5 separate regions of the Mus musculus genome follow, and regions 1, 2, 4 and 5 are each linked to region 3. The links are chromatin contacts, called in public ChIA-PET, capture Hi-C and promoter capture Hi-C maps. All regions are on one chromosome and are shown on one strand. Each heading gives the region's core, a stretch centred on a gene start, on an enhancer-like site or on the middle of the called end of the contact. The rest is flanking DNA. Distances are from core to core; before and after follow the strand shown. Region 1 holds the start of Fam229a (family with sequence similarity 229, member A). Region 2 holds the start of Hdac1 (histone deacetylase 1). Region 3 holds the start of Tmem39b (transmembrane protein 39b). Region 4 holds the start of E330017L17Rik (RIKEN cDNA E330017L17 gene). Region 5 holds the start of Marcksl1 (MARCKS-like 1).

What was found. ChIA-PET counts read pairs in DNA pulled down with a chosen protein or histone mark. Capture Hi-C pulls out chosen DNA fragments and counts their contacts.
Region 1: a contact with region 3 is called in a promoter capture Hi-C map of adipose tissue. The contact joins the promoter of Fam229a here to the promoter of Tmem39b in region 3. A contact is called at or near these places in 1 of 39 promoter capture datasets (neural stem cells) and 2 of 9 other capture datasets (adipose tissue and pancreatic islet).
Region 2: a contact with region 3 is called in an RNA polymerase II ChIA-PET map of memory CD8 T cells, with 95 read pairs. The contact joins the promoter of Hdac1 here to the promoter of Tmem39b in region 3. A contact is called at or near these places in 4 of 39 promoter capture datasets (the C10 cell line, embryonic stem cells, macrophages and 1 more), 2 of 484 Hi-C or Micro-C datasets (LSK cells and forebrain), 2 of 115 datasets of contacts at active chromatin or transcription factors (embryonic stem cells and memory CD8 T cells) and 3 of 9 other capture datasets (adipose tissue, liver and pancreatic islet).
Region 4: a capture Hi-C map of macrophages shows a contact between it and region 3, with 2.9 times the contacts expected there. The contact joins the promoter of E330017L17Rik here to the promoter of Tmem39b in region 3. A contact is called at or near these places in 14 of 39 promoter capture datasets (the C10 cell line, the HPC-7 cell line, cranial neural crest and 10 more), 2 of 484 Hi-C or Micro-C datasets (bone marrow-derived macrophages and cerebral cortex), 3 of 115 datasets of contacts at active chromatin or transcription factors (effector CD8 T cells and microglia) and 3 of 9 other capture datasets (adipose tissue, liver and macrophages).
Region 5: a contact with region 3 is called in a promoter capture Hi-C map of adipose tissue. The contact joins the promoter of Marcksl1 here to the promoter of Tmem39b in region 3. A contact is called at or near these places in 1 of 39 promoter capture datasets (liver), 1 of 115 datasets of contacts at active chromatin or transcription factors (pancreatic cancer cells) and 2 of 9 other capture datasets (adipose tissue and liver).

What each region holds. Positions count from the first base shown.
Region 1 is chr4:129,489,887-129,492,586 of GRCm38.p6, reverse strand. Fam229a (family with sequence similarity 229, member A) reads right to left here and starts at 1,397. Exons shown (of 3, transcript NM_001085491.2): 1 at 1,252-1,397; 2 at 1,026-1,172; 3 at 631-895. The coding sequence starts at 1,388. The coding sequence ends at 793. It overlaps Tssk3 (testis-specific serine kinase 3), which reads left to right and starts at 1,817. Exons shown (of 2, transcript NM_080442.2): 1 at 1,817-2,125. The coding sequence starts at 1,981.
Region 2 is chr4:129,541,218-129,543,917 of GRCm38.p6, reverse strand. It overlaps Hdac1 (histone deacetylase 1), which reads left to right and starts at 1,272. Exons shown (of 14, transcript NM_008228.2): 1 at 1,272-1,337. The coding sequence starts at 1,289.
Region 3 is chr4:129,695,525-129,698,224 of GRCm38.p6, reverse strand. It overlaps Tmem39b (transmembrane protein 39b), which reads left to right and starts at 1,380. Exons shown (of 9, transcript NM_199305.2): 1 at 1,380-1,510. The coding sequence starts at 1,507.
Region 4 is chr4:129,904,884-129,907,583 of GRCm38.p6, reverse strand. E330017L17Rik (RIKEN cDNA E330017L17 gene) reads right to left here and starts at 1,358. Exons shown (of 3, transcript NR_045190.2): 1 at 970-1,358.
Region 5 is chr4:129,512,167-129,514,866 of GRCm38.p6, reverse strand. Marcksl1 (MARCKS-like 1) reads right to left here and starts at 1,286. Exons shown (of 2, transcript NM_010807.4): 1 at 951-1,286; 2 at 1-150. The coding sequence starts at 1,037.

The DNA of each region.
Region 1 (2,700 bases), core at 148-2,647, 210 kb after region 3:
CCTGCAGCAGGCCAAAGAACAGCAGGGAGTCAAATCTAATTCTAGCTTGGGAGAGTTACATGGTGTTGCAGTGGTCAGTCTTTTATTTATTTATTTATTTATTTATTTAATTTATTTATTATATGTAAGTACACTGTAGCTGTCTTCTGACACACCAGAAGAGAGCATCAGATCTCATTACGGATGGTTGTGAGCCACCATGTGGTTGCTAGGATTTGAACTCCGGACCTTTGGAAGAGCAGTCGGGTACTCTTACCCACTGAGCCATCTCACCAGCCCATCAGTCTTTTATTTATTTATTTATTTATTTTCTACATCGGCTGCTCATCTTTCCCTTTCTTGCTTCTGTCCCAAGCTGCTCTAAGCTGCCAGTGTCCCGCAGAGAATGAAGATTTCATTGGCAAAGCCAAGACAAGGAAGAGGAGACTGACAGCTGGGTGAAGGGAAAGTAACCACCAAGAAAAAAACGCCTGGAAGAGGGTGACGACCCCCTAAGTGGGAGGTGGGCAGGGAAGTGGAGGCGGGTGGAAGTCTGGTCTAAGAGTGGAGGTAGCCCAAGAGTGATACTGGCTGGGTCCGAGAAGTCGGTGGGCCCGATCCGACGGATACACATACACGGCCAGCCCGGAATGGAAAGAACAGTTTATGCTGTGCTTTATTAAAATGTGCATCATTCTTTTATTTTAAAATGTGCATCATTGTCTCGTGCTCGGCGCGTGCGACCTCAGCGTGGTGGCCCGCGGCTGGCCTCGTCCGTCCCGGCTCCTGCAGAGCTGCCGTGCGCAGGCGCACTCAGGTAGCACGGGCCCGGGGGCTCCCGCCCATGGCCAGGTAGACGTCGATGGGCACGTGCAGCAGCGTCAGACAGTGGCAGCCCGGGCAGCGTCGGAGCGGCCTGGCGAAAGCGGCAGGCGACAGGGGGCGCAAAGTGTTGGGGCGCGCCAGGGGATGCGCCTGGGATCTTTGGGGGTAGGGCCCTGGGGATGGCGATGGGGCAGGGCCGAGGGGTGGGACGACGGACTCACCTGACAGGGTTTTGATCCGTAGCTACAGGCTCCGGGCTATCCTGGGACTCGGGGGCGGAGGCAAGGCCAGGGGAGTCTCCGGCCTCAATGGGGAATCTTCGACCCTGTGGGGTCTCCTGGGCACTCATGTCCAGGCCCCGGGGCACTCTGTATAGGAGTGGCGGTCAGGCAGCTCCGGGCCCCTAGATGCTCCCTGCCCGTGCCCGTCTCCTGTGTCGTGGCTTACCTGCCAGAGGCCGAGGCCGGTCCCAGGCTGGAAGCAACTGCCCGAGCCCTGGCCACGGGAGGACGCTCCGGTCCAGGCGGAGCCTGGCAGGTGTCTGCTGCGCGCCCGGGCCCCAGCGTCGAAGGGGAGGACTGCATTGTGACCCCGATCTCTGCGTGCTGACCTCACACAGCCTGTTCCTCGCTGGAATTCTTAGGCAGTCCCAGAGCGTTCCGGCATTTAGTGAGGGCCCGGGCCTGAGGCCAGAGGGCTCTGGAGATCGCACCTTGGTGACCAGTTTGCACTCTTTCCCAACAGCTGGATGGGGACTTCGGAGGTGAGGGCGACCTGCCTGGAAGCGGAGCCCACATGGAGAAGGCCCGCCTCCCTGACCTACGCGGCCACCCAGGCCCGTTCCCCAGCATCGCTACCACTCTGCGCCTTGCTCAAGACTGACTTAACCCATGCTGGATTTGCTGGTGGTGGCGAGGGAAAGTAGGGACACTGCCCATGTTGTCTGAGGGTCACACAGCATTTACATCACAATTGGGCAGGAGTTTAAAAATGTCTGGTCCTCTCCCTCCCCACCACCTGTGGCTGTGTCCAGACGGAGAATGTTCTAGCCCTGGAGGCAGCTGTGAATGAAGTCCTTGGGGGGAAAAGAAGCAGGCCGAGGGCGATGGTGGAGTAGAGCTGCCTCGCAGAGGCAGCATGAGCTGAGAGGGTGACAAGAAGGAGGCGCTACACAGCATGGAGGACTTTCTACTCTCCAATGGGTATCAGCTGGGCAAGACCATTGGGGAAGGGACCTACTCAAAAGTCAAAGAAGCATTTTCCAAAAAACATCAAAGAAAAGTGGCAATTAAAATTATAGACAAGATGGGAGGGCCAGAAGGTGAGCTGGGGTCCTTGGGAGGAAGGGTGGGCTAGCCAACACGGGTAGGCCCTTTCCTCAGAGCATCTCTTCCTCCCTTTGAGTCAGGATGGCAGAAAGCAAGTCAGATTCCTGCCCTAAATAGAAGGATGTAGGGAAACCAGGATCCTCACACCTTTCCAGAGCCACAATCGTAGCACAAGAAAAAGAAAGGGTCCTAAACCGGGCGTGGTGGCATGCGCCTTTAATCCCAGCACTCAGGAGAGGCAGAGGCAGGTGGATTTCTGAGTTCGAGGCCAGCCTGGTCTACAAAGTGAGTTCCAGGACAGCCAGGGCTATCCAGAGAAACCCTGTCTCAGAAAACAAAATAAAAAACAAAACAAAACAAAACAAAAGGTCCTCAGTTTTTCCTGTCCCAAGAGGCGTTGGCCAGAAGACAGCAGGAACTGGTACCCTGCAGGTGGAAGAGGGACAGGACAATAGATCCCTGGAAAGAATAGTGAGATGCAATAGCTTTGAACTTCCCAAATCCCTCATCTGTGGTCTCACAGGCTGCTGGGAGGAGGTTCCAAGGATGAGCTAATCATGAAAGGAAG
Region 2 (2,700 bases), core at 23-2,522, 150 kb after region 3:
TGTGTCTGAAGGCAGCTACAGTGTACTTAATAAATAAATAAATAAATAAATAAATCTTTAAAAAAAAAAAAGGCAGGTGTGGTGGGGCATGCCTTTAATCACAGCACTCCGGAGGCAGAGGCAGGCAGATGTCTGAGTTCGAGCCCAGCCTGGTCTACAAAGTGAGTTCCAGGACAGCCAGGGCTATACAGAGAAACCCTATCTTGAAAAACAAACAAACAAACAAAAAAGCAAAAACAAACGAAGAAACAACCCCGCCCCCCCACCCCCACGTCCCCCCCAAACAACAACTTAGGCTTTCAGTTTAGAAAAATTAAGTTCTGGGTAGGTGAGATGGTTGCTGCCACCATGCCTGACCCAAATTTTCTGGATGGATCGCCCCGCCCCCACCCAGAGCCATTACATAGGAACACTCCCTCCAACACTCCCTCCAGTAAATTAAAAACTAAACACCAAGTTCTGTTACTTTGTCACAGTGCTCGGGCATATTGGATTTTGTCTTTTTTTAAAAAAAATATGTACAATTGGAGACGGAATTTAATTTGTAACACTGAATAAGCTCTTCAGCTTTACCTGTAAAATTGTTTTGTTATTTTTTGAGACATGCTTTCACTACGGAGAGCAAGTTGGCCTCAGATTACAGAGATCTTCCTGACTCTGCCTCCTGAGTGCTGGGATCAAAGACATAGCAACCACGCCCAACTGAAAACGAGCTTTGACATTAAAAAAGAAAAGTCCGTCAGAACTTATGAGCACATAAAGGTCTTGCCCCACTACAGTAGGCCTCTGGATATTTTCTTTCTGTTCCTTGCCATTCATTTCTCTCTCCAGTTCTAATCCAGACCAAACCTAGTCTTTTAGCTGCGTGACCTTGCGCAAGCATCTTTCCCCGGGAAGCCTCGGCGTATTCTCGGTAAAACGAGAAAGTTGGCCTCTGATCTTTGCACACGCTCCCAACTGTGAAGCGGGCTGCAGAGTTTACGGAGCCGACTCCCTCTCCCGGGACTCGATGGTACGGCCCCCGGTCTCCCCCACCCCTCCGCGCCGGACTTTGGTACAGGCCCAGGGGGCCCGCGGTGGCTTCTCTAAGCTGCCCTTGCCCCCCGCCGAGTTCCGGGCCCGACCCCGCGCATGCCGATTGGTTAGAGTGAGGCCCGGGCTGTGCGGCTATAGGTGATCCCGGGGGTGGGCGGGGCTTCGAGGCCGGCCCCTCCCCCTGGTCGGACGCCGTAAGGAGCCGCGGGCGGGCGGGCGGACAGACTGACGGGAGGGCCGGGCGGCGAGCAAGATGGCGCAGACTCAGGGCACCAAGAGGAAAGTCTGTTACTACTACGACGGTGAGCTGCGGGTGGGCGGCGCGGGCCGGGCGTTGGGGAAAGGCTGGGGGAGGAGGCTGGGAGGAGGCTGAAGCCCCGGGGAGGCTGAGGGAAAGTCGAGGCTGAAGGAGGAGGTTGGAGAGAGGAAGTCGAGGCTGAGGCCGGAGATGAGGTGGGGGTCGTGGAAGGGGTAGTCTGCGGTAATCCCGGTGGCGGAGATTCTCGGGGAATCCGACCTGAAGTTGGAGTGGGATTCCTGGAGGGAAGCCTAAGTGGCGGCGGGGATCGGAATATGATGGAGACGGTTTGCCTGGATATCTTCCCCTGCTGAGAATACAAAGGTTTTTCACTGTCCCCATTCACTCTCTCTCTTTTTCTTTCTTTCTTTTGGTGAGTTCTGCAGGACTGGCCACTCATCCCCTCCCCCACTCCATCCCCCAAGTCTATGAGTAGGGCCTGCAGTTGCTAGTTGGGAAATGGGGCTCCCCGGGGATGCAAGAAGAGAGGTGCATGAAACTTGTTAAAACGACTTTTCATTGAGCCAGCGCGAGCATCTTACTCTGTCCTGGGTTGTGTTTCTGTTGGGGCTGGAGGGCTCATCGAGGCACATTTCCTGTGTTGAGTTCCCGTCTGAAGGGGGAGCTAGACAATGTCACAGGTATCTTTCGGTGTTAGCGCTGGGACAAGGGAATGTGGGGTGGAGGAGAACACAGCAGGAGCCTCAGCCCAACCTGAGAGGAGCAGGTTGTGTGTCAGTGCTTAGGACCCAAGAACTGGAGTTACAAGCCAGGCCCTGGCAAGTGGAGCCAACAGCAGGGGGAGGGGACAGCACCTTTATCTGAGAAAGGGTCTCACAGTGTAACTCAGCTGGTCTTGGATTAAGCCCCTTCTTCTTACTCTTGACTCCAGGCTTACACCACTTGGTCCAGCATTTGTGTTTTGGGAATAGCAGTTGAGTTGTTCAGGGGACATCTAGCCAGCCAGCCAGTAGGCGGTTGGCTGTTTAGATCTGAAATTTAGAAGACAGATATTTTTTGGTAATTGTCGGTATAAAATAATTCAGATAGTAATTTTAGCTGGATTAGAAAAGGGTGTTATAACTCCAGTTGTAGAGGGTGAAGAGCTATGTTGATACTTTTTTTTTTTTTTTGGAAATGGCCTCTGTGTAACCCTGGCTAGCCTGGAACTCACTTTGTAGACCAGGTTTGCTTCCTACTGGAAGAGATTTATCCTACCCCCCTCCCGAGTGCTAGGATTAAAGGCATGTGCCACAACCCTGGCCTGTTTTAATTCTGAAGAAGTGGACTAAGAAGGTTCAGTGGTCCTGATTGCTCTTTCACTATGCTGTCTTTCAACTGTTAGCCACATTCCTGTTTCAGTCTTT
Region 3 (2,700 bases), core at 131-2,630:
GAGTTCAAATCCTAGCAACCACATGTGGCTCACAACCACCTGTAATGAGATCTGACGCCCTCTCCTGGTGTGTCTGAAGTCAGCTACAGTGTACTTATATATAATAATAAATCTTTGGGCCCCAGTGAGGGGGGTTGACTGGTGCGAGCACAGGTCCTAAAAATTCAATTCCCAACAACCACTTGAAGGCTCACAACCATCTTTACAGCTACAGTGTACTCACATAAAATTAAAAAAAAACTTAACAATAATATAAAGATTGCTTATGAGGCTGAGAATATAACTGAATGATAGAACACTTGCCTAGCCTGTATGAGGCCCTAATTTTAATCTCCTACCCTCACCCCCATAGACTGCTTATTAGTCTTGCAAGGGAAGAAATTACACTAACAATAACAGTAGCTACTTGCTTCCTCTGTTAAGTGTTTGCCAAACATGATGGCTAACACTGATTAAAACAGGTACTACATGGATTGTCTCATTTAATCTTCCATGCCTACAAGATAATTTGTGCTTGCATTAGGTTTGATTTCCATCCCTGAATAAATCTGTCATAGTGAGAGTAATAATTCCGACACTATGAAGCAGGATCAGAAATTCAAGGACATCCTCTAATCCATAGCAAATTCAAGGACAGCCCAGGCTACCAGAGGCTCTGTCTTAAAAACCAAAATCAAAGGGCTGGCGAGATATCTCAGCAAGTAAAGGTTCTTGTAGCCAAGCCCGATAGCCTACGTGTTAGGCTACATGGTAGAAGAACCAGTACTACTACCAGTTGTCTTCCCAAGTCCACTGCTCTGCGCATCCCTCCCTCTCTCCGGCACACCAAATTCTAAAATGTTAAGAACCCTAATAGGCGGTTATTATTAATACCCATTAACACTATTTCGAAATTTGAAAATGGCAGGCACAGGTTCTTAGCTAAGGTGGTGGCAGTGAAATCAACAGTGGAGAACATGAGAATCAAACATGAGAAATGGATAGAGTTTAGGGTCATCAAGATGAGGCCAAAAATTGGATATAGAGTTTTGGAGGAAAGGGGAAGTGACTCGTAGATTTTGACTGGGGTGGGCCAAAGCACACTAAAGCCTAAGAGTTCTGAAAGCCCAGTTTGGGACTCGCTGAGTATGAGGTGACTGTGTTGTACAAAAACAGGACTTCACTAGAGGCAAAAGGCCGCTCTGGTGTCCTCCTCTAAGTCAGAACAGGGTGAAGAAACACGGGAGGTGGGTTCGCCCGCTCCAGAATCTCTTGAGCAGCAGCTGCGGGAAAGGCGTGGGGAAAGGCAAGACAAAGAGCGTTAGCACAGCTTTTGTCCAAACGGCCCCTTTAAGAAGCGCGCTCCCGACTCCCAGCCCGCCTAGCATGCAAATTGAGCAGCCGGAGGGAGCGTGCGGCTGATACCCGGCCCGGGCTGCGGCGGTTAGTCCTCTCTCGGCCGCCGTCGCCTCCGACATATTGCCCGCAGGAGCTGCGGCGGTGAGCGGAGAGCGCCGGGGGAAGGAGATGGGTGAGCAGAGCTGGCTGGGCTCGTTCGGGGGTCGCGGGATAGCGGGGAGCCTGGCTGCGAACTGCCTCCCCACGCGGACCGGAGTCGCGGGCAGGGGGAGGGGGAGGGGAAGGGACGCGGCGCAGGCGGGACCCCGCCCCTCCGGTCCTGAGGGGGCGGGTCACCGCTTGGTAGGCGGAGCTTCCAAAAGGGAGAGGGGCTCGGAGGGGCTCAGGCTTTCTTTGGGGCACACAATTCTCCTGTCTGCAGATGGGGGCCGGGCACTCTGGTGGGAGGGGCTGAGAGCTTAGGGTTCGCCTTTTGTGATTGCCGGTGGGGGAGAGAATTTTCTGGACTATAGGGGTTTACACTGAGAGCGGTGGGGCCGCAGGGACACCTAGCCCACCAAGGGAGTCCATTCCGATTCAAGCTTCCAGTCCTAGAGAGCATTGCCCGGCTTGTGGGCGGGGTCTTGGGGTTGACAGTTGTGTGTGGGCGGGGTTTCTGGGCTAGGGGCTTTATGTGGGTGCCGAGCTTCTAAAAGATAGTGGGTGTGGGCAGAGTTCCTGGGCTGAGGGTGTGTGTTGGGGGGGGGGGTTCTAAACCAAACCAAATATAACAGCGTGTGAACAAAGCTTCCGGTTTGGGGCTTGAAGTCAGCTTTCTGGACATGCATATTGTGAAGAGCTGTCAGAAAACCTTCAGAGATAGGAAAGCTTGGGCACCGTGTGTATGAATGGAGGCTACTGTGTTGCTGTGAGGAAGTTGAGGAAGTTATAACTTCGATTAAGGGTTTGGGAGCTAAGTGCAGGATGCTGCCTAGGATCTTAGGCTAGACTACTAAGCTTAGGGAATATAGTTTTGTAAAATCTTAAGTTTGAGATTCCCAACCACAGCGCTCTTTCTAAGGCCATTCTGACGTTAAGGCCAGGCCGTGGGTCATTGAGTTAGATCTCAGGGCCCTGGAGGGAAAACTTGTCTCAAACCTGACCAGATTGTAGCGTCTGGAGACTCAGATCCAGATAAAATCCAGCAAATACCAGCGCTGAGCAGCTCAGGACTCAGGCTCTGAAAATCTTACCAAACTGGTCCAGTGAACCGGATTAAGGGAACTGGCAGTAAAAATAACAGTCTGGTAGCACATGCCTGTCATCCTGTCATCCTAGCATTTGGGAGACTGAGGCAGGTGGGTTGTGAGTTTGAGGCTATTC
Region 4 (2,700 bases), core at 109-2,608, 210 kb before region 3:
GGATAATCCTGGTCTATGTAGTGAATTCCAAGTCATCCAAGGTTATTTAGAGAGACCGTGTCTCAAAAAACATTGTTTTTTTCCTAGTGAAAATGAGGGAAGTCAGGGATGGAGAGATGGCCCAGTAGGTGAGAGCGCTCACTATACAGGTCTGAAGATAAGAGTCTGAATCTCAAACACATACACAAAGAAGTAGGATTGGCCACATGTGCCTATAACCCCAGTGGCTGCAAGTGTCAGAGACAGGAGGATAGCTGGAAGTGGCTAGCTAGCCTTGCTAGAATTTAATTTAAAAAAAAAAAATTTAAAAAGTGAAACAAGGGGCTGGAGAGATGGCTCAGCGGTTAAGAGCACTTCCAGAGGTCCTGAGTTCAAATCCCAGCAACCACATGGTGGCTTACAACCACCCATAATGAGATCTGATGCCCTCTTCTGGAGTGTCTGAAGACAGCCACAGTGTACTTATATAATAAATAAGTAAATAAATAAATCTTTTTTAAAAAAGTGAAACAAGGCAGAGAGTTATAGAGGACATCTGACCTCCTCCTCTGGCCTCCAAACACACACACACACACACACACACACACACACACACGCGCGTGCACACACATGGAAAAATGAGGGACTGATCAAACCATAAGTAAAAATATCTTATAAAACCAGATGAATTCTATCTATCCATCTATGTACCAGAAGTGAAGGATTCTGACCCCTGGATGAAGAATTTATTTAATAAATACAATTAGAAAAAGTACAAAATTTGAATTCCACCTCGGGCGCACTCAACACCCGTACGAATAAAGTCCCTTTGATTGTAAGAACTAAATGTAAAAAGCAAACCCCAGAACAGCACTAGAAGAAAAATAAGAAAAACATCTAAATTTGACTAAAAACAGTTAACTTGCAAGTGACAGAAGACTCTGTGAATAAAGTTAAAAGATGACAAACACACGAGGAACACAAACGTACCACAGACATCCGGGAACGCCGCAAGAACACAACTTGAAATAATAATAATATGGCTTTCATTTTCCCCGCGTCCTCGCGTCAATCAGAGGCTCCACTTTACCTCAAGGAGAACTGGAGCTTTACTGCGAGAAGATAAAGAGAAAGAGACAGCCAGCATCCCCTCTCATTGTCTCAGGAACTTCGCAGCCAGTCCACTGAAGCCCACATCAGAAACTACGCTTTGGAAAAGCCGAGCCTTTGATTCGAAAGGACTGCTCTGGCAGAGGGAAGAAAATGTTCTTGAAAATCAAAAGGGAAGGTCCCGGGGAACACTGGAGATAAATGTACCCCTTAACTAGATATCGAACATGACTTGAGAAGACCCGGGCTGTGTGCCCCTGAGGAAGTGCGCCGGGCACTGGGCAGGCAAGTGGGACTGAGCCGTGACCTTGGCAGAGGTCACGGGATGTGGGAGGAGAAAATTGTCGCTGCAGGACTTCAAAGTGGGGCAGTCAGTGCTTACAGGTCGCCTACCTCCCCCGGTGCCCCACCCACTCAAACATCTGGAACTGCTAGGATCCAGGCCACCCACTTCCCACATCTGGCTGATCCTCTCTGTAGCTTCAAGTGTCTGCAACAGGCCACCTTGGCTGGAGGGCAACAGTAGCCACTCAGCTCTTCACTATCTGCTGTGGACCTCCAGAGACAGGGCCTGAGGTGCTCAGCTGTTGTGATACCCACCCACCCACCCACAGCTCAGGCTTTTCTGGGGAGTCTCACAGGCCCTCTCCCCACTCATTTATCAGAGAGCAGGATTGTTGACATCCACAGGAGAAGCCATAGTATGGAAGTGAGTATCTCCCTGCAACTTGAACCTGGGTAGAAGAGGGTAGATCGGGGTAAAAGTCTACCCTGGCTGAATAGTTCTACAATTCAGAAAAGGCCCCACCTAATCAATGAAAAGATCCCCAACCCAATAGAAAAATGAGCAAAAGATAAAAAAAATGAAAACTTGATATTAAAGGAACATAGTAGAAAGTCACACCTGGAATCCTAGCACTTGGGCCACTAAAGCAGGATTGCAAGTTCAAGGCTGACTTGAACTACATTTGGAGACCCTGTCTCAAAACCCCACAATAAGGGCCAATGAGGCAGCTCAGCAAAGACACCGCCCACCACAGGAGCCACTACAACATTCAATGTACGAATATGTGGTAGAGAAAGAGTAGAAAGGAACTGCCTGATGTCGGCAGCCTGCCCTGCTACCTGAGGCCATGGGGACCTAACTTCTAGCCCACATTACACTGAGGGCCATGTCTGTGTCCCCAGGAGAGCAGCAGCAGAGGTCTGTGTCCATGCTTACAGCTCATATTACCACCAAAGTCCATGCAGAGATCCCTAGTCTGGGCTGCTGCCTGGGACCAAGGGTTGTGCAGACCTGGTCCCGCCCCTCACTGGGGCAATCAGAAGAGCAGGCCTTGCACCTCCTCTGGGTAGCACAATAGAGCTGGCCATGGGGTTAGGGGGACCAAGTGAGGGGCTCATGGGTGTGTGGGGAGGTAGCTCCACCCCTCATCTGCCAAGAGGTGGAGTGGTCACAGGAGAGATGCCCTTCCTTCCTCAAACCTGCCTATGTTAAGCCAGAGGCTGGCCAGAGGTCTGTAGAGCAGGAGAGCCAGCCCCGCCCCTCAACAGCTGCAGCACTCAAGAGAGCAGGACCTGCATCTTGCCTGGGTAGCACACTAGAACTGA
Region 5 (2,700 bases), core at 37-2,536, 180 kb after region 3:
CTCCCCCTTGGCCTCAGCTTCCTGGCTAGGGGGCGCTGGCTCGATGGCATCACCAGTAGCCCCAGCTGCCTCATCTGTTCCGTTCACGGGTGGTGACTCCCCTTCACCCTTGGGGGTTAAGTCTCCATTGCTTCTCACGTGGCCATTCTCCTGCGGGGCAGAGGGGACAGCAGTGAGGGCCCGGGCCCTTCTTCCCCTCCCCCAGCCCGCTTCTGGCCCCTCGCAGGCCACCGCCGACATCCAAAGGCAACCAAGTCTGGCTTTGGCCTCACTCCCATCCAACATCACCCTCACCCCTCACAGGCGCGCAGGGACGAGCGCAGCCAGCAGGAGGCGCTGGGGTTCGGGCCCCCACCCCCCTCCCGCGGGGCGCGCTCTCTATTTTCCGCGCGGAACCTCACCGGGCCTGGATCCTTCGCCGGCGGGCCAGCCTTGCCCAGCACTACTGGGCGGGAAGCAGCCCTGGGGCGCTGCCTCCCCGCACCTGGACGGCCTATTTTCCCAGGCTTGCGCTTTGTGTGATCAGCCCCCACCCACCCCAGAGTCTCCCCGCATCTCTGCTCCCCACCGCTTCAAAAGCCACCGCGGGCTGCCGGGATCGGGGCTCCAGATGGGGCGCCCTGGGCGCCGAGTACCATCCCCACGGCCCTAGACGCCCCCTTGGTGCGGCCTAGCAGCGCCTTTGTTCCCGCGCGGCCTTCGGGGCGGCCTGGGGGCAGCGCCCGCGGGCCGGGCGCGAACAAAGAAGGCGACGAGCCCGGCCGGCGCCCCCTCCCGCCCCTCCCCTCGTTCGCCCGCGGGGGCTGCGGCGCCGAGAACAAAGGGACCGGGCGGGGGAGGGGGCGCCGCGTGTCCCGGGCCGGACAAAGCGCGCGGCCCCGGCCCTGGGCCCCAGAGGGGGCGAGGCCGGCGGGCTGGGGGCCGGGATCCGCCGCTCCGAGCGCACTCACCTGTCCGTTGGCCTTCGCGGGGGAAGCGCCCGCTGCCTCCTCGGCGGTCACGTCGCCCCGGGGAGCCTTAGAGCTCTGGCTGCCCATGATGGGGGTCTGCTGGGGGCGCCCGGAGCCGCCCCGCGCTGGCGCCGCAGGGGATAGTTCGGCTGGGACGGCCCGGCGGGCAGAGGGGTGGGGCTGCGTCCGAGGGGGAGGGGTACGGGGGGCAAAGCGCACTGCACCCCCGCTCCGCAGCCGACCCGCTAGCTGCGCCCACTGCTGCTGCGCTCCGCGCCAGAATGCCGCCCGCCGCCCGCCGAGCCGCCTATATGTACGCGCCCGAGGCTCGGGGCGGGGCCGGACATTTAAATGAGCACCCAATCCGGGGTGGAGGCGGGGTCGGGCCCGGGTTCCTCTCGTGCAGTGGGCAGTGCCAAGCTGTCTGGTTCCCCCATCACTTGGGACGACCAGGGGCAAGTAGGGTTCAGTGTGGAAATGAGAGAGGTTCCCGGTCGGTCCGGGAGATGGACTGGGAGGAGGCCGTCGATGAAGAAGCACTCAGTCATCCCCAGCCCACTTTCAGCCTAACTCATACTTCACAGTGGAGAGGCCCCCAGTCCCTGGTTCTACACTGGCTCCTTGAACTCTTGGAAGGGCTCACATGTCCAGACTCGTCAGACGGCTGGTGCTGAGTTACACTCTAGAAATTTGTCCAAAACTCACGCGCCCGGACACAAACACACACCCACACACACACACATACCCTGAGTTCGGCGCCCCCTCAGGCCAGAATTCAAGTCCCACCCACGTCCCTGTCAGTCTATGTGCTGTGCGGCCACCCTGGGGGGCTGACCTAACTCAGGTCAAAATGGAGATCCAACAAGTCGGTTTTCTCAGTCTGTTGGTGGCAGCTCTTACTCCTCACAACCTAAATCCATCACCAGGTCTCTGTCTCTGTCTCTCTCTGTCTCCCCACTGCCGTGTGTGTGTGTGTGCGTGTGTGTGTGTGTGTGTGTGTGTGTGTGTGTGTGTGTGTGTGTTTGTGTGTGTGTGTCTTTGACCAGAAGGCATTGCATCTTCATCCCCCTTTGTAAGCAAAGAGCCTGGGGCGCAGAGATGTTTAAGTATACCTGACTTAGGCCTGGCTTCCCTCCCCTCGAGTCTGTGACCATACACTGAGACTTCCACATATAGGTAGGTACCATAAAGCCAGGGAGGCTCAACAGACTCCAAATACCCCTTCCTGAATGTGACAGGAATCGTTTGGATTTCTTCCACAACTGTGGCACACTATTAGGGATAAACCCCCAAACCTACCCTGTTTGAAGACCTGGTCCTTCTCTGTTTCCTTCTTTGGACCAGGTAGGCCAGTTAGAATCCCAGAGTCCTTGGCTGAGCCTATATATGTTTTCCGATGTGTACAGCTACTTCCTCTTGTCCCCCAATAGGAAAGGCTTCAGGCTAGAGGAAGCCGAAGGTTGTGAAAGAAAGGCTGATGTCCTGAACAGCTCAACCAATATGTCCCTCTGTCCTAGGAGAGGCCTCCTGGGAGACCAGAAGCTGTAAGGTGCAAACAACCCCAGGGCCTGAGAAATCAGGGAACTGCACACAGATGTGACCATAGCGGGATGAGGTGGTGTCCACATTCTGTGTTTACTCCTGTGCCCATTCCCACCCTGACTCTGATGCTACAGGACTGTCTTCTCATTTCACCCCCAGCTCAGAAGAGGAAAGTGACGTGTCCCAAGAAAACAGCAGCTACCGGTAG